4 separate regions of the Mus musculus genome follow, and regions 2, 3 and 4 are each linked to region 1. A link is a contact called in public promoter capture Hi-C data. All regions are on one chromosome and are shown on one strand. Each heading gives the region's core, a stretch centred on a gene start, on an enhancer-like site or on the middle of the called end of the contact. The rest is flanking DNA. Distances are from core to core; before and after follow the strand shown. Region 1 holds the start of Zfp2 (zinc finger protein 2). Region 2 overlaps Col23a1 (collagen, type XXIII, alpha 1). Region 3 holds the start of Hnrnph1 (heterogeneous nuclear ribonucleoprotein H1). Region 4 holds the start of Maml1 (mastermind like transcriptional coactivator 1).

Region 1 (2,700 bases), core at 82-2,581:
CACACAGACACACAGACAAAACATCAATCCTTGAGCAGAAAATCCACTAATCCCTGAGCTCCCCAAATTCAGGACTTGAAATCCCACCAATCATCACTCTGGAAATCTCTGCCCTGGAAAGCCCCGCCCCCTAAGAGATCCTATATAAGCACTGCCACTTTGTCTAATTCCCTGTTGTCTGTTCCCTAGGATAGAGAGCAGCCATCCCTGGATTCATCCCTTCACACCCTGGTCCATCCAATAAATCTCTTTCATGAGATTCTTATGCCTGGTCAGAAGTGAAGAAGAAAAGAAGCAATGAAGAGAAGAAACGATGAGAAGGAGAGGGACTGAGGCTCCTGAGCTCCGCTGAGGACGCCATGCCCTGGTAGCTGCATCGCCTCTGCTGAGGAGGCTTCCTCTTAGAGCTATCTAGTTCCTCAGCTCCCATGTCTCAGGGTGCCCTTCTTTTGGGACATTGTCCCACCTCAGAGCTGTGTGGTTCCTGAGCTTCCGAGTCCCAGGAGATCCTCCCATCAGAGCAGAAACACAATGTCAAAGACCTAAGACGGAAGGTGTGGGATAAAAGCGGAAGGTGTGGGATAAAAGGAATTTGGGCACGCACGTTTGGCTAATAGGATTTTTGAGCCTCGTCAAAAAGTGGCCTCCAGATGCCCGTCCGACATTTGGTTCGGAACATAGTCTTTGTTGCATGGAATAGAAGTTTTACAGGCTGAAGCGAGGGGGAAAGGACCAAAAGTATAGAAGAAGGACTAGTTGGGAAGGATGGAGGTCAGTGAAAGAAGGGCACATGAATGAGGGTCGCTGGGGGTGAATGTGATCACAGTGCACTGTATTCAAGTATCATGATGTCAGATTTTAAAGAAAAAACGTTAAAAAACAAGCGGCCAGACAAGAACCCAATATTACAGTTTGTAACCTATCTTTCTATCCTAAGATAGGATGGAAATTATCCTAAGATATTCTCCAAGTTCCAAAGCCGTGGATGCAGCCGAAACTACCTTAGCACCCACGAGTTTCACTCACAGAGGTGGCTGGTTTTCCACAGTAACAATTCACCCAGCCAGTGCATCATTTACTACCTGGTCACAGAGCGCCGTGAAGTATCTACATTACATTAGTAGCTTACCTCTCATCCTAACCTCATGCAAGGGGGTGTCCAAGGTTCTCTTAATTTAGGAAAGGAAAAGGTTCTAGAACCAGTTTCTTTAAGAAAATAAGCTTAAGGTGGCAAACCTTGCCTGAGCACTAGGGGAGCAATCGCTGGCCCGCAGCCCTGCGGTTGCGCCTGCGCAACTGGAAGCCCTGTCGAGGGCTCATGGTCTTGTGGGAAATGTAGTCCCGCGCGCCCAGTGCGGCTGCCTGTGCCGCCAGCCTCTGGCTTCTTCAGTGACTGTGGTGAGTGCGCTTCCTCGGGCGGGTGGTCCACGGGCGGGGAGGCGGAGGCGTTCCCACTGGGAGCCCGGGGCTCTGGTGCCAAAAGAGCAGAGCCGGCCAGACAGAAAGGTGATCCTTCGTCCGCAAGGAGCACGAAGTCGCAGGTGCGCAGCTCACGCGCGCGCCAGGCCGCAGGACACCCTAACCGAGACCCCCCAGCTCGGTATCCCCCCGTACCCCGGGGTCATTCGCGCCCGACTGCTCTCCAGCTCTACCTGGCCGAGCAGCTCTGGTTCGGTATGCACTATGAATGCGTGGTAGACCCGCTCTCTGAAGCTTGGCAGGGCACGGGACCACAGTCCGGGGCTCTGGCCATTGTGTGCACCGCTGCTGGGGACCCGCCCTCTGCCTGCGAAGGAGGAGCTTGTAAAATGAGTCCTGAATAAGCAAGAACGTGCCCACCCTTTCTTTAAGTTCATTATTGGTCAACTAGAAAAATGTACGAGCGAAATCATTCGAAATTTGTCCTAAAGTCCATGTATTGTGTTATATGTATAAATAGAAACCTTTTGCTTCCAAAAAAAAAAAAAAAGATGTTAGTGCCTTTCCTCCATTCACCTTTAAAAATGGAGTTACAAAAGGCATTTTGTAAGATGCTTGAAGTGCATCTAAACCACCACCCAATGGAGATGAGAATAGCCTTAAGACACTAATTTTTAAGAGCAGTTAAAGCTGTCATTTTCACGAATGGTTCCCTTTGGACTTTTGGGCTTTTTTGTTTTTGTTGTGTTTTGTTTTTATTTTAATATTGGACATGGTACAGTTATGTCATTCTTTGTATTGCCTCTTTCCACAAAACCTTGTAGTGAAATTTCTAGGTCAACGTTATAATTAGACCTTTGGGCATCTCCTGTCTTATTCTTTCCAGAAAAGTAGCAGTTTCTAAAGATGGTTGCGGTGTTAAGAGTGACTGACGCCCCACATCAACTGGAAGTGCTGCTAGTAGCCTCTTAAGCTTTGGAGAGGTGCAAGCTAGGTGTGGTAGTGTGTGCCTTGAATCCCACAGAGGCAGGGGGATGAGTTTGAGGCCACCTGCTCCACAGAGTCTGGGCCAGCCAAGGCTACTTAGTGAGAAGACCCTCCTTCAAATAATATCCTTATGCTAAACTCCAGCCCATTTTATTCCTAACTTTTGCATCTGTTGTACAAACAGATGAATCTACAGAAAAGTTGCATATTGCTATAGTCATATAAACCTACATTTCACTTGTATGTATCTATGGCTGCATGTATGCATGGGTACAGGTGCACATATAGCCACAT
Region 2 (2,739 bases), core at 216-2,715, 620 kb before region 1:
ACGAGAATGAGCGGGGTTGACCAGAGGGAACAGAGGTCCTAAAAATTCAATTCCCAACAACCACATGAAGGCTCACAACCATCTGTACAGTTGCACTGTACTCACATTCATTAAATAAATACGTAAATCTTTACAAAAAAAAAAAAAGGGGGAGGATCCCCATAGAACCCAAGGCCTTATTTATATTAGGCACACAGACTACAAAGTCAGCTATATTCCCAGCCCCCTACTTCAGTTTTTGTTCTTATATCACACCTCCCTTTCCTGAGGCTGCAGCCCTGTCCCCGCCTGATGTGGGTTTGCAGGTAGGTAGGTGCTCACAGCTACTAAACCCTCTTGACACTGACCACAGCCTAATGTGAAGCTGGAGCTTAGGTGACTTGTGGATCTTTCTCTGGATCAGTCGTAGGCTTCTAGGATGGATTTCTTGCTACTATCTGTAAAATGCCAAACTGCCCGGAGCTGAGAATAAACGTTTGTTGAACAATGTTTACACATGACAGTGATTCCATGAACGAAAGGTCCAATTTCCCACCAGCCCCGGTGTCTGAACGCCGGTGAGCACTAGGGGGCGCCCTTGATTTGTTATCTGCTAGTGAAAGCCAACTCCTGCCCTGGTGTCACAGCGCTAGAGGCTCTGTACTTAGTATGCTCACCCAGGCAAAGCTTGCTAGCCTCAAGGGCTCCCCCTGCTGGACTGAATGATCATTAAGCGACAGGAACTGTCATTCACTGAACCCGGTATGAGTGCCCAGTCCTGGAGCTCCCAGGAACCATCCACTTGGATCTCCTAATTGCTACCAGGGATGCAAAGAACATAATATCTATGAGGAGTGAGATATGCCTGAGATCGCACAGTCTATGGGGACCCCAAACTCATTCTTTCTCAAGTCATGGGAGGCGGCAGGAACAGCTTCCTACTCACATACTGTCTTCTCCCCAGTCTTTTTATGACTTGGCCCAGTTCTGTGAACAGGCTCCTCCACGCAGTAGGCTGTGTGTGGTGAAATGAAGAGAGGTGCCAGGCAGCAGCCAGTCTGCAGGTACCACTCCATGGCTGGTTGCTGGCAACCAGTAAGCAGCCGGCCCATTCTCCTCTGCTGGCCTCTTGTGGTACTGTTTCCTCTTCCAGAGTGACCTGTGGGCAGGAGGCCCCTGTACCAGGAAGGTGCAGAAACAGGAGAGGGTGTGCGGCCCTGGAACCTGAGCAGCGGACCCAAAGCGCAGGCCCCATGACTGCCTGTGGTCATCTCTCTTTCCTTGGCTGCCTCACACGTGACATGATGGGAAACTGAGGAATGGAGAGCCTCACCCCGACCATGGCAGGACTGAAGAAGTACCTGTTTTGTTCTGCCTGGGGGAAGGCTGGGAAGGAAGCCCGTATGGAGGACCTCTTCTGCAAGCCCAGCTGGCTCTGTCTTTGAGGTTCCAATCTGGGGACTATTATGGGGGACTCAGGAAGTGGGTGTTCACCCCTCCTCCCTCTGCCCAGCATCTTGGGGGCTGGGAGCTGCCCCGCAGGGGTCAGATGGGAGTGAGCCAGGGGATGTTAGAATTTAAGAAAGCATATGAATTTGGGGGGTATTACAGATGAATCATTTAACTAATTACATTTTTACAATCAAAGCTGTTTTTGAACTGGAAGAGTGTAAGGAAGCGTCTGAGTGTGTGGTGGTCATGGCTTTTTTTTTTTTTTTTTTTTTTTTTTGTTCGCCTGATTAATTCCAAACAGTCCAATTGAGTTATTCACTTGGAAATTGGTCCCAGGCTGGAGCCCTGTCTCAAAGACCACATTTCAGCCCCCAGCTTACTCTGTCCTTTGGGACCTCAGCTGTCGATGCCTGACTGATGTTGGAGGCTTTGCAGGTCCTGCCTCCCTGGGTACTGTGAGTTTAACCAGACGGGGCCTGTGGGTGGTGCTCGGTCCTGGGAGATGCCTGCGTGAGGGTTTCTGATTCCAGTGGGACCTGCCTCATGCCCCATGAAGATCTGATTCCTCATTAAAATTTTTTATTGTGTTTATTTATTGTGTGTTGTGCGGGTTGAGAGTGTCGTGGTAATTACTTGAAGGTCAGAGGACAACTCCCAGGCGTCGGTTTTCTCTTTCCACCATGGGGGTCTTGGAGAGTGAACTTAGTGGTCTGGCTTCGCAGCAAGCACCTTTGCCTGCTGAGCCATATAGCAGGCCCCAGATCCTAACAGAAGGTTTTTGCTCAGGCTGAGCCTCATGTCCTGGCAACTCTTCTATCTCAGTTTTCAATTCTATCTTTGTCAATAAACTACTGTAGACTTCTCCTGGTGAGATTCCTCCTTCCTTCTGCCTCTGCCTCAAAAGCAGGAGACCTTTAAAACATGTGGTGGGAGGAAAACATTATTTAAAATGCTGGTCATCAGAAGTATTTCCGGAGGCTGGAGGTAGAGCACAGTGGAAGACTGCCTAGTGTGCAATTAAAATCTATTTTCAATTTCTAGTACTGCCAAACACACACACACACACACACATGCACACACACACACACACAGAGACACAGACACCCACACCACACAGACACACACACCACAGACACAGATATACACACACATACACACACACACAGACACACACACCACACACTCACACAGACACAGACACACACACACACACACAGAGACACAGACACCTACACCACACACAGACACAGACACCCACACCACACACACAGACACACACACACCACACACTCAAACAGACACAGACAC
Region 3 (2,700 bases), core at 75-2,574, 540 kb after region 1:
GTCAGCTTCCCTCTATCAGCAACCACATAACAATTTCATTCAAATCCAAACTCCAGCTCAATATTCATCCGAAAAGGGACCAATGTTAACAACTAAAGGCTCCAAGCTGCAGTTCAACTCAAACCCGGACGGCAACGGCCCCCTGCAATTGCTTGCAGTATACTTGGGGCTCGATTTACAGATCGTTTTCTGTTACCACAGCTAAATTCAGATGGTAAGGTCAACACTACAAGTACCTTTTTACAAAACCTTACACGACTTGAGAAGAAATCACATCTTTCCCTACTTAAATTTTTCTTAGACTACTCCAGAATGCACAGATTGATGCATAGAGACAGAAAAAGTTTTAAAAGAAAACAAATTCAGCAGGGCCACCAGCATCCCCAAGGGGGTTGGGGGGGGTGCGGATTTCGCAATTACCATTGCGTAACAGCGGCCAACAGAGCGCGAGCCGCCTGGGGAAACCGCTGGTGGCCGCGACTCGCTAGGGGGCGCCCGGGAGACCCGCCCCGCCCCAACCCGGCCCGGCCCGGCCCAGCCGCGGGCCCCACTGACAACTCCCGCCTCAACTCACCAGAAAAAAAGCGCTGCACTTCATCCGCGGAGCAGGACCAGGGCAAGCCCCGGACCTTCACCACGAAGCCCTCTCCGCCTTCTGCTCCCAGCATCATCGTCCCTTCGGTGGTCCTGGCGTCCACACAGATTGCGGGGCTGCGGGGTGGGGGTGGGGGTCAGGAACGCGTCTGAGAAAACAGGCATTTAAATGGCCCTCCCACTTCACGGCGCACAGCGGGCACCGGGCGCCGCCATGCGAGTCCCGCCCGTCAGGATGCCTGGGCCCCGGAGACTCAAGCATGCAACCCGGCCTCGGCTAGCGACCCGATGCCCAAAGCCGCCCAGTGCGCCCAGGGCCGAGGCGCCAAGCTAATAAGACCCTGGCCCACAGCCACGGTTGAGACGAGGAAATGGCGGCCGCCGCTTCCGCTCCGCCTCCTCAGACATCTCACACAATAGAAAGCGGCGCGGCCTGCAGGCCTAGGCGGCGCTGCCACGCCGGCGAGACACTCGCGGCTCCCAGGGGCAGCCTGCGCCTGCCACGGCCCCTCAGGTTAGAACCTAAGCTCAGCGACAAGCAATCGTCACCCAAAGAGGTGTCCGTGGAGAGCTCGGGCAGCAGTCGAAGACGGAAAGTCACTCACCTCCACAAAAAGCCTCGGCGTGGCTGAGGAGAAATGATAAGCGGGCGCCTGCGCAGGCTAAATAAAGCCCTTCCAGCAAGCTCTGCGCACGCGCACCCTGTTGCCGGCCCCGCCCCACTTGCGTCACAGAGAGATTGGACGCATGCGTATTAAGAAACCCCGAGCTCTCTCCCGCCGTCCTATTATTACACGCATGCGTTTGGGCTCAGCCCTCTTCATAAACTGACCGAGGTGTTTTTGGTTGTTTTTTTTTTTTCTTTCTGCGCCTGCGCCTTTTTGCAATTATTGCGCTTGGCGTCTCAGCGGTTTCTTGTTTTACTTAATGCGCATGCGGCTACCTTCAAACCGTTCTCTAGACCTACCCGCCGGAGTGGGGGAGGGGAATGGCGCTAATCAGCTCCCCGCAGGGACTGGGTAGTAATCCAGAGTTCGTTCAGGTTTGCAGGGGCGGTAGTTCTACCCTTAATCCGCAGCTTTTCATCCGCGCTCCTGTCGGTTTTGAAAGACACCACGAAGAAAAGGAAGCCATGCCCTTTCTCCTCAGAACGCGTAGGAGCTGGAGGGCCGGGTTGTGCCAAACCTCCTCTGGGTACCGCCCCGCCCCCTGCGCCCAAATCCCCGATCTCCGTGGGGCGCCTGGGACCAGTCCCCTTACCTGCCCGCTTTAGGGGGTCAGTCCCGACCCACATGGGCTGCCAGTGCCCGAGCTAGTCCTGTACCCCACTTTGCCTAACGGACTCGCACTCTACGAACCCCTCGCCCTTGCACGAGAGGCGCTCGGTGTGCGGCGCCTCGCGAGGGAAGGCTGAGACTGCCAGGGGCGCGAAGGACGCAGCCCCAGAGCGCTGCGCCCGACCGACCAACGGGCCTCTCCCAAGGTGGAGACACGCCCGGGTCATCCCGTGTGCCCTTACAGAGGTAAATGGGTGACGTTTAAGAGAATTCCTGCAACATAGCAGAATACGGATGATGTCCCGAGTTTCTCCGAATCTGACTGACCTACCCTAGAAATTAACAATAAGAGTTATTGTTTGGGCGGTGCCACGGTAGGTACCACAATTGGTAAGCCTCTGAAAGCCATCACAAGAGGTTACAGGCAAAAATACGCTTTTCTTTCAAGTGCAACATTGAGGAGGCTAAATCCAGTTTGAACAGTTTGTTTTTTAAAAGGGGGGGGTGTCATCAAAGGAAAGGTGCAGAGACTGCGTGCAGAACTCAGACCTTTTAAGTCTGCGCAAGGGTGTTAAGTAGAAGGGCATCACAAGACTTCAAGAGAGCAACAGGAGCTGTGTAACGTGAACCTTCAGGTGTAAGGGAAACTCGGATGAGACAGGCTGGGAGAATAACTGCACATGACCTCACCTGCAAAGGATCTATCTAGAGGAGACAGAAAACACTAGTTTAGATCATCGAAAAGTGAGAACTCCCAAGTCTCCAGGCCAGGAGGTGGGTGAAAGGCAAGAACACAAGCCCAGCCGAGGAGAACTGCAACTTCAAGACT
Region 4 (2,700 bases), core at 175-2,674, 620 kb after region 1:
CTTTAGGATATATATATATATCTTTTAACAGCTTTTATTAGAAAAAAAGTTTCTCAGGCTTCATATTTGAGGATATTGGAAGTCATGCCCAGGATATTTTGTGTTTTAGGTTGCGTCCTGAATCCATACACTATAGAGTTTTGAAGATAACCTTGCACTTCTAACTGGGCGTAATGGTGTGATCAGAAGCAGAGGCAGGCCAGCCTCAGACAATATATTTGAGGGCAATCTGGGGTACCTGACACTACAGTTTAATGGTGGGCTGGAGAGTTGGCTCAGCAGCTAAGTACCCCACTGCTCTGCCAGAGGTCCTGAATTCCCAGCAACCACATGGTGGCTCATAATCATCAGTAATGGGATCCGATGCCCTCTTCTAGTGTGTATGTGAAGACAGCTGCAGCGTACTCATGAGGTCCTGGGTTCAGTCCTTCATCACTGCATACAAAAGCTGCTGGTTTCACTTGAGTGCTGATTGTAATGCTTGGCACTGGGAAGAAGCAGTGCTCACTTATCTTTGCCACTCCCGCCACCAAAAACTTAGAATTCCTTTTTCTTATTTTAACTCCATGTGTATAAAAACACTTGGCTGTTAGCTTTTTTTCTTTGTGATTTTAAAAATAAAACTTTAATGAACTCTAGTAAGAGGTTAAAGGGTGACATGTTTGAGTGGCTCGTGAGGTCTTCTATTGCAAAGCCTCCCAGCATCTCCTATGGCAGTTTGGGTGTCAGTAACCATCCAGAACATTTTTTGGTCCTTTCCTGGCTTTTTACCTTCGCTCACTTGCTTGCTAGTGGCATCACTGGAACCCAGTGCTTTGGATTGGATTTTGAGTGACTCAATTTTATATATCAGTCGGTTTTTAAGTGTATGCCCCTGTAGATCTAAATAACTCCAGTCCCCAGTATTGAGGCTCTTTCCCACCCTCACCCCTCCAAGTAATGAGCTATTGCTCACAGTACCAGTCAGTGATAACTATCTCTACTAGGTCGCTCAAGCTCAAAACAATTCTGATCAATTACGTGGCTGTATGTAAAGAATGAGGTCGGAAATGGCTGACCTCGAAATAGTGTGGGTGGACTAAAAAGATAGACAGCTTTGGACATCTGGGTCTTAAGGCTTCCACCTCACTCAGACTTAACCCGCGTTCCTCACGAACCCGGAAGGGACTGCTTTCAGGGGGCGGTGTTCAGAAAACGTGGCTCTTCTTGGATAGGTTCCCGTCAGTCACAGTTCACTCTCCCGCACTGAGCCCGCCTCGGGCTTCCCTCCTCGCCAGAGTGTTCAGTTTAAATACCCGAAAATTCCTGACGTGCTTGTCCCCCACGCCCTCGGGCAGCGGGTTTCCTTTGATTGGCTAGAGCTTCGGTCCATCAGCAGTGACGCAGAGTTCGCCGGCCCAGGCCCCGCCCTCTTCCGAAAGCCCCGAAAACAATTTTAAGATGGCGGCGGCAGCGGCGCGGAAAACAATGGGGCAGGGGTATAGCGGACAGGCCGAAGCCTGAGGCGGGCGGTGTTCCCCGGCCTGGAATCGGGCCGAGCGGGGCCGGAGGAAGACCCGCCGCCGCGCCCGAGCCCGCTCCACAGCCCGGCCGGACATGGCGCGGGCGTGAGGCGGATCCGGGCCGTCAGAAGCGGAGGAACCCGAAGTGGCAGCCGGCGCCGGGAGGCCCGGGCCCGGCCAGTGCCGCCCGCGGCCCATGGTGCTACCCACCTGCCCCATGGCGGAGTTCGCGCTGCCGCGGCACAGCGCGGTCATGGAGCGCCTCCGCCGGCGCATCGAACTGTGCCGGCGCCACCACAGCACCTGTGAGGCCCGCTACGAGGCTGTGTCTCCCGAGCGCCTGGAGCTCGAGCGCCAGCACACCTTTGCCCTGCACCAGCGCTGCATCCAGGCCAAGGCCAAGCGCGCCGGCAAGCACCGGCAGCCGCCGGCCGCCGCCACGGCCCCGGTTGCCGCTCCGGCCCCCGCCTCGGCCCCGGCGGCCGCGCGCCTGGACGCAGCGGACGGCCCGGAGCACGGCCGCCCGGTCGCGGTGAGTAAGGCTGGCGCCTGCCACAGCAATACTCACTCCCGAAAACGCCTCTTCCGGCGCGGATCGGGCCTTGGGGAAACTTTCCCGAGCGCCCCCATTTCTTAGTCTGGGTCCTGGGAGGTGGCTAACATGGCAGGGCGCTTGTCATCTTCCAGAAGTGGCACTGCGGTGTACTTTGGGAAAACGTCCCCTTGAGGACTTGAGTGAAATCGGGGCTGGAAAAGCAGGAGGTTAGTTGCTGGTAGGCTTTTCTCCTAAACTTAATTTCCAATTGATGAGAACTTCGTCTTGGAGCAGACCCGCGTTGGAGTTGCCTAGGATGTAGGGCGTTCTTGCACCGTAGGCCTGGCCTCGCTTAGTCTGCAGATGTTGATTGGATCTTTGCTTCGTGGAGGTTAGTTAGGGCTTTAATATGGAAATAAGTCTCCCTTCAGTTGACAGTATCCCGCGGTTTCGGAATGGAAAATTGAAAAGTCTTTGGAAGCTTCGGTAAACGGAGTTGCTTAAAAGGCATTCGTTTTCCCCCAACCCCCGCAAAAGGGAACTTTGGAATTTGTGAACGCCTGATTCCTGCTATATTATTGACAGTTCCAAAATTAACCTACTAAGCCTGTTAAAAACCTCTGATAATATTAATAGTTGTTGAACGGGGGAAATGACGTTACT

The links. Promoter capture Hi-C pulls out the DNA fragments that hold promoters and counts their contacts.
Region 2: a contact with region 1 is called in a promoter capture Hi-C map of second pharyngeal arch cranial neural crest. The contact joins the enhancer-like site here to the promoter of Zfp2 in region 1. A contact is called at or near these places in 1 of 39 promoter capture datasets (second pharyngeal arch cranial neural crest), 9 of 115 datasets of contacts at active chromatin or transcription factors (bone marrow-derived macrophages, embryonic forebrain, embryonic limb bud and 2 more) and 2 of 9 other capture datasets (adipose tissue and embryonic stem cells).
Region 3: a contact with region 1 is called in a promoter capture Hi-C map of hippocampal neurons, with 2.6 times the contacts expected there. The contact joins the promoter of Hnrnph1 here to the promoter of Zfp2 in region 1. A contact is called at or near these places in 10 of 39 promoter capture datasets (the 3T3-L1 cell line, cranial neural crest, frontonasal cranial neural crest and 6 more) and 1 of 115 datasets of contacts at active chromatin or transcription factors (astrocytes).
Region 4: a contact with region 1 is called in a promoter capture Hi-C map of hippocampal neurons, with 4 times the contacts expected there. The contact joins the promoter of Maml1 here to the promoter of Zfp2 in region 1. A contact is called at or near these places in 3 of 39 promoter capture datasets (cranial neural crest, hippocampal neurons and liver).

The regions. Positions count from the first base shown.
Region 1 is chr11:50,914,807-50,917,506 of GRCm38.p6, reverse strand. Zfp2 (zinc finger protein 2) reads left to right here and starts at 1,331. Exons shown (of 6, transcript NM_001044698.2): 1 at 1,331-1,398.
Region 2 is chr11:51,537,712-51,540,450 of GRCm38.p6, reverse strand. All of the region lies in intron 5 of Col23a1 (collagen, type XXIII, alpha 1), which reads right to left. Among named protein-coding and RNA genes, the nearest start is that of Phykpl, 46 kb to the left of the region's middle. Within about 2 kb of position 1,465, at least 39 of the 459 cell types and tissues checked have an H3K27ac peak or open chromatin away from gene starts, as enhancers often do. A contact at or near this core is called in second pharyngeal arch cranial neural crest, where this site is marked.
Region 3 is chr11:50,376,302-50,379,001 of GRCm38.p6, reverse strand. Hnrnph1 (heterogeneous nuclear ribonucleoprotein H1) reads right to left here and starts at 1,324. Exons shown (of 13, transcript NM_001347487.2): 1 at 1,200-1,324; 2 at 575-711. The coding sequence starts at 671.
Region 4 is chr11:50,291,060-50,293,759 of GRCm38.p6, reverse strand. It overlaps Maml1 (mastermind like transcriptional coactivator 1), which reads left to right and starts at 1,424. Exons shown (of 5, transcript NM_175334.3): 1 at 1,424-2,034. The coding sequence starts at 1,699.